2 separate regions of the Mus musculus genome follow, and region 1 is linked to region 2. The links are chromatin contacts, called in public promoter capture Hi-C maps. All regions are on one chromosome and are shown on one strand. The core of a region is the stretch at or near the end of the contact, and the rest is flanking DNA. Distances in the headings are between cores, read along the strand shown. Region 1 overlaps Lyn (LYN proto-oncogene, Src family tyrosine kinase). Region 2 overlaps Tgs1 (trimethylguanosine synthase 1).

Evidence for each region. Capture Hi-C pulls out chosen DNA fragments and counts their contacts.
Region 1: a contact with region 2 is called in a promoter capture Hi-C map of liver. The contact joins two enhancer-like sites. A contact is called at or near these places in 2 of 9 other capture datasets (adipose tissue and liver).

Annotation. Positions count from the first base shown.
Region 1 is chr4:3,748,619-3,753,491 of GRCm38.p6, reverse strand. Lyn (LYN proto-oncogene, Src family tyrosine kinase) reads right to left here. Exons shown (of 13, transcript NM_001111096.1): 8 at 4,679-4,831. Among named protein-coding and RNA genes, the nearest start is that of 6330407A03Rik, 36 kb to the right of the region's middle. Within about 2 kb of position 2,256, at least 7 of the 459 cell types and tissues checked have an H3K27ac peak or open chromatin away from gene starts, as enhancers often do. A contact at or near this core is called in liver, where this site is marked.
Region 2 is chr4:3,594,755-3,599,594 of GRCm38.p6, reverse strand. Tgs1 (trimethylguanosine synthase 1) reads right to left here. Exons shown (of 13, transcript NM_054089.4): 8 at 3,938-4,238; 9 at 932-1,081. Among named protein-coding and RNA genes, the nearest start is that of Tgs1, 22 kb to the right of the region's middle. Within about 2 kb of position 3,399, at least 4 of the 459 cell types and tissues checked have an H3K27ac peak or open chromatin away from gene starts, as enhancers often do. A contact at or near this core is called in liver, where this site is marked.

The DNA of each region.
Region 1 (4,873 bases), core at 1,007-3,506, 160 kb before region 2:
CTCTGCTCAGGAGAAGGCCTATTGTATATTGCTAGGAACAGGTGGAACTGAGCCCTGTGGATAGTATTCATAGAGCAATGATTCATAAGTGATCTTCCCTACATAATTCATAGGGATTGGTCCAGCTCTATTGTCCACAGGGGATTGATCTAGGTCCCTGGAGCATATGAAAATCCAAGGATGTCTTTCACATAAATTGGCACAGTATTTGCATCCAACCTGTGCACATTTCCTGGATACTTTAAATCACATAGGTAACTTAAGATGCCTTGTAGAATGCAAATGCTATGTACATAGTTGTTAGACTGTAATTATTACGTATAAAGAAAAAAAACTGTACCTATTCAATGTAAGTGCAACCCTCACCCCAAATATTTTCTGTCCAACATTGACTGACCCCACACATATGGAGGCCTGACTGGAAAATCCATTACTCCTAGAAAAACAAAAATTCATGCACACTTGCACCACCAAAACCGCAATAAGATCAATGTTCACAGTGGCCACAACCCAGACTCACTCTGACTTCACCAGTGAATGTAGAAATGAATGAAGAAAATTCTATATTTGTTGCATCATATACAAACAACACTATACAGCAACGAAGATGCATTAAATGTTCTGGCACCCCAAAACATGGACAAATTCCTTAAAGTGTCTAATAAAAGAGACAAGAAATAAGGGAATACATTCAGCATAACCCATTAATATTAAGCCCAGACAAAGCTGGACTATTCTGTTTGATACATGCTGTACCATACATAAAAGTAGTCAGAGTATATATAAAAGGCACTGCAGTACTGCCTGCATGCACACGTTCTACTTCCAGAACCCTAGGGGGAAAGTCAGGGAATTATGACAAAGGTCAGAACAGCAGCTGTTTGGGGGCAGGTGAGGCTGTGGTAGAGAAGGGACAAGAGGATCTCTAGGATCTGACAAGTTTCTTCTGTGGACTTTGTAATTACTTTTTACTATCCTTGCCATAGCTTTTCTGTGGACTTGTTACATCCTCTAGAATCAAAGTTAAAGAAACAAAGTCACTCCCACTCATCAACCCGAGAACAATGGAGCCAGGAAACTGTTACATCCTTTGAAATGATGAAAAATATGCTTTCCAGAGGCAGAGCAAAAGTTGCCAGGAAATACTGCAGCTGCTAAAGGCATTGAAAATGCTGATAAGGAATTTGGATTCAGCCATGACTTAACAGCTGTGTCTGCAGCTCCAGAACACCAGCAGACCCCACCAAAAGCCAGTCATTTGAAGGTTCCATTAGAGTCACAGGCATTTGTATTGTTGCTCTAGATAGATTAAAAAAAAGGCAGGATAATAAAGAACTTCTGTGGAGTGACACTTTGTCACAACAAAAGAAAACATTAACTTGAGAAAGTTTCAATTCTAGCAATTCCTGGCTTGCTAAAAGGTATACATATACCAAGGGATGGAGAGTTACCTCAGAAAAACTTAATTGATTTGGGAAGTTGGCTGATGACTAGTTTTCACTAAATTGCCTCTAAATAAGAATGTATCAGCTTGAGAGATGATTTAGGGGGTCAGGACCCTGACTGCTCTCCTAGAGCCATAGGGTCTGTTCTCAGCACCCACATGGCAGATCACAACCATCTGTAACTCCAATTCCATGGGCTAGAAGCTCTTTTCTGGCATATGCATAGTGAACATACATGCACACAGTGAGCACTCATAAACAAAAAATAAAAACAAATCAATCTCTTAAAAAAAAAAAAGACAGCCAGGCAGTGGTAGTGTGTGCCTTTAATCCCAGTGGTTAGGAGGCAAAGGTAGGTGGAGTTCTGGGTTCAAGGCCAGCCTGGCCTGCATAGTGAGTTCCAAGACAGCCAGGCCTACATAGTAAGACCTGTCTCAGAAAACGAACCAACCAAAGTTTTTTTTTTTTTAAACAGATTTATTTATTTATTTATTTATTTATTTATTTATTTATTTATTATAGTAAGTACACTGTATCTGTCTTCAGACACTCCAGGAGAGGGTGTCAGATCTCGTTACGGATTGTTGTGAGCCACTATGTGGTTGCTGGGATTTGAACTCAGGACCTTTGGAAGAGCAGTCAGTGATCTTAACTGCTGAGCCATCTCTCCAGCCCCCCAAATCAAAGAGTTAATCAAACAAAACTCAATTTAAAATTTTCACTTCTTAAAATAAAGCCTCCCAGAGACCAAGCTCTAGGAAGTCTCTTCCTCTCCCTCCTCCCTGTCCAGTCAGATCTCTGGGAATATTAACAACACAGAGGGGAAACAAGGCACCCACAGCAGATGCACATATCACACAAACAAGAGGAAACAGCTTGAGGCAGAGACAACTTTCGCTTTTTATCCCAACAGCCTTCTTCCTGCAAAGGGCAGGTTACAGCTGAGAATCTCTTCCCTGTGTTTCAGATCTTCTAATGTGAGAGGCAGTCTGTGAATAACACATTATGATTAACAAAAGTTATAATTTACTCACTTAACAATGATATAATTTTAATTGGCTGGATTTTGTTTTGTACCCATGTGAAAAACTACTTCCCATGTTCCTTGAGGATGAAAAACTAAACCTGGGGGCTGGAGAGATGGCCCAGTAGTTAAGAGCACTTGTTGTTCTTCCAGAGGTCCCATACTCAGCACTGACAGGCACTCACAACCATCTGTTAGTCCTGCTGAGGTGGTGGGGGTGGAAATCCAGTGCCCTCTTCTGACCTTCTTAAGTATCAGACATTCAAAAGTTCCACAGACATACATGTAAGGAAACATTCATACAAGTAAACAATTCAAACAATTAAAAAAAAAAAAAAACAAAACCAACCAACGATATCTGGGCAACTTTATAGTCTCACTGAGAGACAGGCTCAGATGGGTGGATGGAGGTGTGAAGATGCCCAGAGGGGTGAGGCAGGGCACCTCTGACGGCTGACACTCACAGCACCTGCACCCACTCACTCTTCTTTTGGCTTTGCTCCCAGTGCTTGCTACCTGCTAAAGTTCAGCAGGATGAAATCTTCCAGGTGCTGCGGTGATGCCAAACTCACATTCAGGTCATATTTTCTCTTTCTTGTTCTTCCTCCCCTGCCCTTTCCTCTCATTCTCTCCCTCCCTCTCTTGAAAACATAATTTATAAACAACTAGGCTTCATTTTGGCTCCTATCACCTAGGAGTCCTAGGCAGGGGGATTGATATGAGCTCAAGCTCAGCTTGGGCTATGTAGTGGATTCTGGACAAGGCAGGGATAGACAGCAAGACTGTCTCACAGATGAATGAATGAATGAATGAATGAGTGAAACTATTGATGTCAATATTTTAGTAGTGATATTTTGCAAGAATTTCATGAGATATTATTCAGGACTGGATAAGTGGTACCCGGAAGCTCACAATATTGTTTATTTCACATACAAGCTAGCATTGTTGAAACAGAACTCATATGTCATGCTATTTGTCCATTTCAGGCATACAATTAGTCATAGTTGTGAAGTTGTTACTATAAACTACTTTGAAAGATTTCCATTAATTCTTAAAGAGTTCCCTCAGCAGCCAGGAACCTACTTTGCCTGTTCTGGGCATTTCACATTCTATGAGTACATGGAATGATACCCCTCCCCAGCCATGTGACCAGCTCCTTCTGAGGGGTCATCTACATTACATGAATACCAGTTTTTATTCTATGGCTATAACAATTGTTGCTTATACATTATTTTTTTGGTAAAGATTCGGGTTGCCTTTCCTTTTGTTTTTTTTTTTTGTTTGTTTGTTTTGTTTTGTTTTTTTTCAGACAGTTTTGCCATGCAGCCCAGGCTGGCCTCAAATTTAAAGGTCTCCTGCTTTATTCTCATAAATGCTGGGATTCTACACCATTTTCCTGTCTATTATGAGAAATGCAGTCATGAGTGTTCCTGTTCAGGCTTTTGTGGGGCATATTCCTTCACTTCTGTTCCTCTCTCTCTCTCTCTCTCTTTCTCTCTCCCTCCCTCCTCCCTTCCTTCCTCCCTTCCTTTCCACCCCCCTCTCTTTCTCTTTGTTAATTGAACTTGTTTCTTAACTTTATTGCTATTTTACTTTGATCTGGCATTTCTCTCCTTTTTTTTTAATGTTATTTTATGTGTCTGGGTGTTTGGCCAGTATGTATATCTATACATAATTGCATGACTGGTACCAAGGAGACCAGAATGAAGGCATCAGATTCCCTGGAACTGCAGTTACTGACAGCAGAGAGTTGCCCCATGTGCTAGGAGTTAATCCAGGTCTGCTAGAAGAGTATTTAGTGTTCTTTCACCTCTGATATTTCCATCTCTCCAGCCCCTTCTGTGTTCTTTCTTACAATCATATTGAATGCCAATTATCTCAAAAAATATTTATAGAAACAAAAAGGTCCTAAGCCTGAGTGTAGCTTTCACTGAGTTGAGACTTCAAGTGTTTGCCCAGAGTGTGAGGATGAGAGATGGATGTGAGAGGAGAGAGGATTTGGGCAAATACCCATGTTCCTATCCTGAAAGGAAGTATTGAGTTCCACATCTGATGCAGCACTGAGCAAGCATCAAAGCAGACAGAGTTTGGCTCAAGGCAGGAAAGCAAGAAATTATGCTCCTGAGTGGCCCAGGGCCTGGTTCAGTGGTTGGCAGAGGCTAGAACCCTTTAGCATCCCCTCCAGAGTGGGACACTGTTGAACACTCACCCATCCAGACTTCCCCAAACTGCCCTGCGCCAAGCTTTTTCACCAACTTAATGGACTCCCGGGGGATCTCCCAGGCATCTTTATCCCATGGCTTCTGAGGTTTGGGACTGATGCATGCCTTCTCCAGTCTTCTGCATAGACCATCAGACTGCTCTAAGGTGAAAGGAAGAACAAATATTAAGGAACGCATGCTGG
Region 2 (4,840 bases), core at 2,150-4,649:
TATAGGTGGAACAACAATATGAACTAACCAGTACCCCCATGAGCTCGTGTCTCTAGCTGCATATGTAGCAGAAGATGGCCTAGTCGGCCATCTTTGGGAGGAGAGGCCCTTGATCTTGCAAACTTTATATGCCCCAGTACAAGGGAATGCCAGGGCCAGGAAGCGGGAGCCGGTGGGTTAGGGAGCAGGGTGGGCGTAGATTATAGGGGGCTTTCGGGATAGCATTTGAAATGTAAATGAAGAAAATATCTAATAAAAAATTTGTTTAAAAATTTCAAGTTTTCAGTGATAATTAAATTATATATTTTTGCATTAGGTATATCTTTATCAGATGCACTTTTTAATGACCTACATATTTCTGTTACCTTGCATAATTTGCCACAAATAGTAGTTAAATCTGAAATTCAAACACAGATGGTCTAGCCATGTAGTTGAGTGATACTCCACAGGGTAATGAACCATCATTCCTTGAAAGATGAACATCACGCTGGAGGAGTGCCTCAGCGGTAGAGTACCTGCCTGGCTCAAGTGAACCCTTGGGCATGAGAGTCTGAGGAACTACTACAGATTACAGGAAGCTAGGAAAACACAGCAACTAAATGCACAACACACAGCTTTATGACAACATATGGCTTACAGAGATAACTTACTATCTTTGTTTTATTTTCTTTCTATATGAGGGACTGATCCCAGGTCTTGATTATTATTACAGCAAAAGTCCTTGTTGTTAGAAAATGCATACTAAATAACTGGTAGTGGTATGATATGTGCAACTGGTTCAGAAAAAGACAACACACACAGGATCAAATTATAAATGTTGGAAATAGTTGAATCCAGGTAAAAACGGACATAAAAATTTTGTTTTATAACTTTCTGTAAATCTACAGTGGCTTTTAAGTTAAGCTAAACAATACATCTGTATTCTATTTACCTTTGTCCAATTTGATTCCATCATCAAAGCGAGAGAAGAGCCTGTATCTCTGGGCCCAGTATTTAGCCAGCTCTGGAACAGAAGCTATTTCAGGTGGTAGATCATTTATCTTTTTGTTCTTGTTCTTCTTCTTTTTCTTCTTTATTTCAACTAAAATAAAATAATACAGATGCTGACCATAAAAAGAGAATAGAACTAAGGAATTCATAAACAGCAGCTTTATCAAATAACCACCAATTTGGATTGTAGCAGACCACATGTGCAGTGACACATGCAGAGAATCACAGAGCACGACAGAGTACCACTGCTTCAGATCACAGCCTGCCTGTCATGTATCGGCTTGAGAAAACTGCCTGTGTGGACTCTGGTCTCTGCTGCCACACTGTCCCTGGCAAATTTACTAATTTCTTTTCTTTTCTCTTCCTTTCTTTTTTCTTTTTCTTCTTCGTCTCTCTTCTCTCTCTTTCTTTCTAATGCTTTTTTATTTGTGTGCATTGGTGATTTGTCTACATGTATATTTTTGGGACAGTATTGGAACCCCTGGAGCTGGAGTTACAGACAGTTACAAGCTGTCAGATGGGTGCTGATAACCGAAGCCATGTCCTCTGGATGAGCAGCCTGCTCTTAACTGCTGAGCCATCTTTCCAGACCTCTAAGCTCTAATTTTATTCCTACAAGAGGAACAGATGACAAATGCATAGTACTTTATTAAATTCATTTTTAGCACTGATGGGAGGTAAGGAATAAACATCTGAAACCTTCCAAAACCAGAGTCCTAAAACACATCTGGTCCCCACCGTCAGATACAGGATACCCAACCTATATACCAAAAGCACTAATACAGGTATAAAATTGTAGACATCCACAACACTGTTTTGGTTGGTGAATTACAGAAATGTAAACATTTTTCTTCTTTTTTTTTGTTGTTGCAGTCCTGGTGAATTGAACTTAGAAGCTTGAGGTAGACAAACACTCAATTTCTGAGCTATAATATAACCTCAATCATTTTTCTTACTGAGTTAAAGCCCCAATTATTTTTCTTAAAATGTCTGTCTGCCATCTATCTATCTATCTATCTATCTATCTATCTATCTATCTATCTATCTATCTATCTATCTATCAATCATGCATGCGTCCATTCATCCACCCATCAACAGGGTCTGGGTAATTTAATTTGTCCAGACTACTGCTGAACTTGTGGTCTTCCTGCTTTTAGACCCCTGAGAAACTGAGGTTTGCCAGCAGGGTCACATTTCATTTCAAGACAACATTTTTCCAAGGGCCATTAAGTTCTAACCCTGGCCATATAAACTCTAGAGAACACAAGGTGTCTCAGGAGTATGGTCAAGTTCCAGTCAATAATTATTTTTAAAAAATCCATTATTAATTGATTATTAGGGTTTCAGTCTCCAGAAGATTAGAAGCAGCCATTCAGCAATGCTAATACATGAAGAGAATTGGTACAGAATATAAACAAGGCTACAGTTGACAAATAGAGCTCTATTACACTTAAATGTTTTTAAGGATAGGAGAATGTCCTAATCTGCCCATCAGCTTATCACAAATAGCCTTAAGTGTTGCAAGAAAAGTACTGTTTTCACCCACCTCAGCACCCAAGTAGCACATGAATGTCAGCTGTCAGAACACTGGTAATGAACAATCACAAAAACACTCAAAGTCTACTATGTAAAAAGGCAGAAGATAGGTAACAGACTTAGGTACATGTGTGCCTACACAAAGTAAAGGAATCAAACCAAGCATGCCGGATAGTTTTGCGTCAAATTGACATAAGCTGGAGTCACCCGACAGAGTGTCACCTGAAAAAGTGTCTGCATAAGATGAGGATGTAGGCAAGCCTGTATGTGGGTTATTTTCTTAGTAAGTGATGTGGGAGGACCCACCCCATGGTTCTGGATGCTATAAGAAAGCATGCTGTGCCATCCAGTAAACAACACTCCTTCATGGTCTCTGCACTCTTTTACCTCGTTCCTGCCTCAGCTTCCCTCAAAGGACCGTGATTCAGGCAAATAAATAAAACCTTTTGTCCCTAGTCTACCTTTTAGTTATGTTTCATAATGAAACAGTAACCATAACTAAGAGACTAGGCTACTCTTATTAACCATAAAAGGAAAGGACCATAATAGATAGTTGCTTCAGAAGGACAAACATGAAGCAGTTCACAAAATGAACTAAGTAAAAATGTTTATCTGTGATGTTCTATCAAATACTTTCATCTTTATTAATAAAAGAAATTTGGCCACTAAAAATACTAGTTTTTGTATTTATTAGTGCCAACTACTACAAATATATTTTGTTGATATTCTATCAAAATCCTTCAAACCATTACATAAAACAATTATCAAGAAGAAAATGTGTGCTTCACCAATTTCAAGAGGGATATGGCCCTGTCAGCCAGGAACAGAGTGGCAGCAGAGATCAAAGTCCACACAGATAATGTTTATCTTGATTTGAACCAGCATGGTGAAGGGAGGAACAGTCACAGCGGTGGATCACAGCCATAAGCTCATTCCCACTATCCAGAGGCATCCGTGCTACGGAAATGGGAACCAAGGACATACAAGGGGAAGCACATGCATTTTTGTTTTGTTTGTTTGTTTTTTTCCAAGACAGGGTCTCTCTGTGTAGCCCTGGCTGTCCTGGAACTCACTCTGTAGACCAGGCTGGCCTCCAGAAATCTGCCTGCCTCTGCCTCCCAAGTGCTGGAATTAAAGACATGTGCCATCACCACCCCCCGCCTTAAAGATTGATTGATTGATTGATTGATTGATCGATTTATTTATTTATTTATTTATTTATTTATTATTTATTTATTTATTATATGTAAGTACACTGTAGCTGCCTTCAGACTCTCCAGAAGAGGGAGTCAGATCTCATTATGGATGGTTGTGAGCCACCACGTGGTTTCTGGGATTTGAACTCAGGACCTTCGGAAGAGCAGTCAGTCAGTGAGCCATCTCTCCAGCCCCCAAGCACATGCATTCTTACCTTCTGTTTCTGCATGGGGAGAGTTTGGTATTTCTTCAGTTGAACAGTTCTCTGGAACAGTTGCTACTAAGGAGCCTACTTCACTCTTTTCTGCTTCAAGTTCAGTGGCTGAAGAGATGATCTGACATTTTTCAGGTTCTGGATCTCTGGTCTCCATCAGGTTGTCAGCTTTCTCCAAGGACATGTCTTGTTCCTCTGAGTCACTGCTTGTGCAAGTGTCTTGCATTTTGTTTTGAGAAAGAGAATCCTGTGATGTCTCCTCATCTACTCGTTCATTAACCCATTTTAGGAATTTTTCTACCTGAAATTTTAAGATACCATAACAAACACAAATTAACTATAAAGAAAATAGAATTTTCTCACCTTTTACCATTTGTGACTTGATTAACAAGCTATCAAAATTATTAGCATGAAGTACAATGTATCAAACAAGCTACAATTATGGGCTATCTGGAATTTAGGGGAGCAACCTATGATCTTATTAAGAATTCTTTTAAAAGAAGTTACATGGCATCAACAGAATGCCAATTGTCTTTAAAATAAAATCAGAAGGTGCAGGAAAGATACATGAGAGCTGCAGAGACAGCTCAGCAGACAGAACCTGGGTTCTGTACCCAGCACTTACATGGCACCTCACAACTGTTCTGTCCCAGGAGATCTGATGTCTTGTAGACTACACAGGTATCAGGCATACACACATACACAACAAACACATAAGTAAATCTAAAAACAAAACACAACCCAAATTAGAGCTCTCTCAGAAAGAATAAGTAAGAATAGCAGAGCTGGTAGATCTAAGTCTTTAGATGCTAAGATATAATAGCAGCCCAAGTTTGGATGAGTTACTTCTTTGCACTTGCTGTACAATGAATCTTCTCTGTCAGATCTTTATGATCTTGAGAA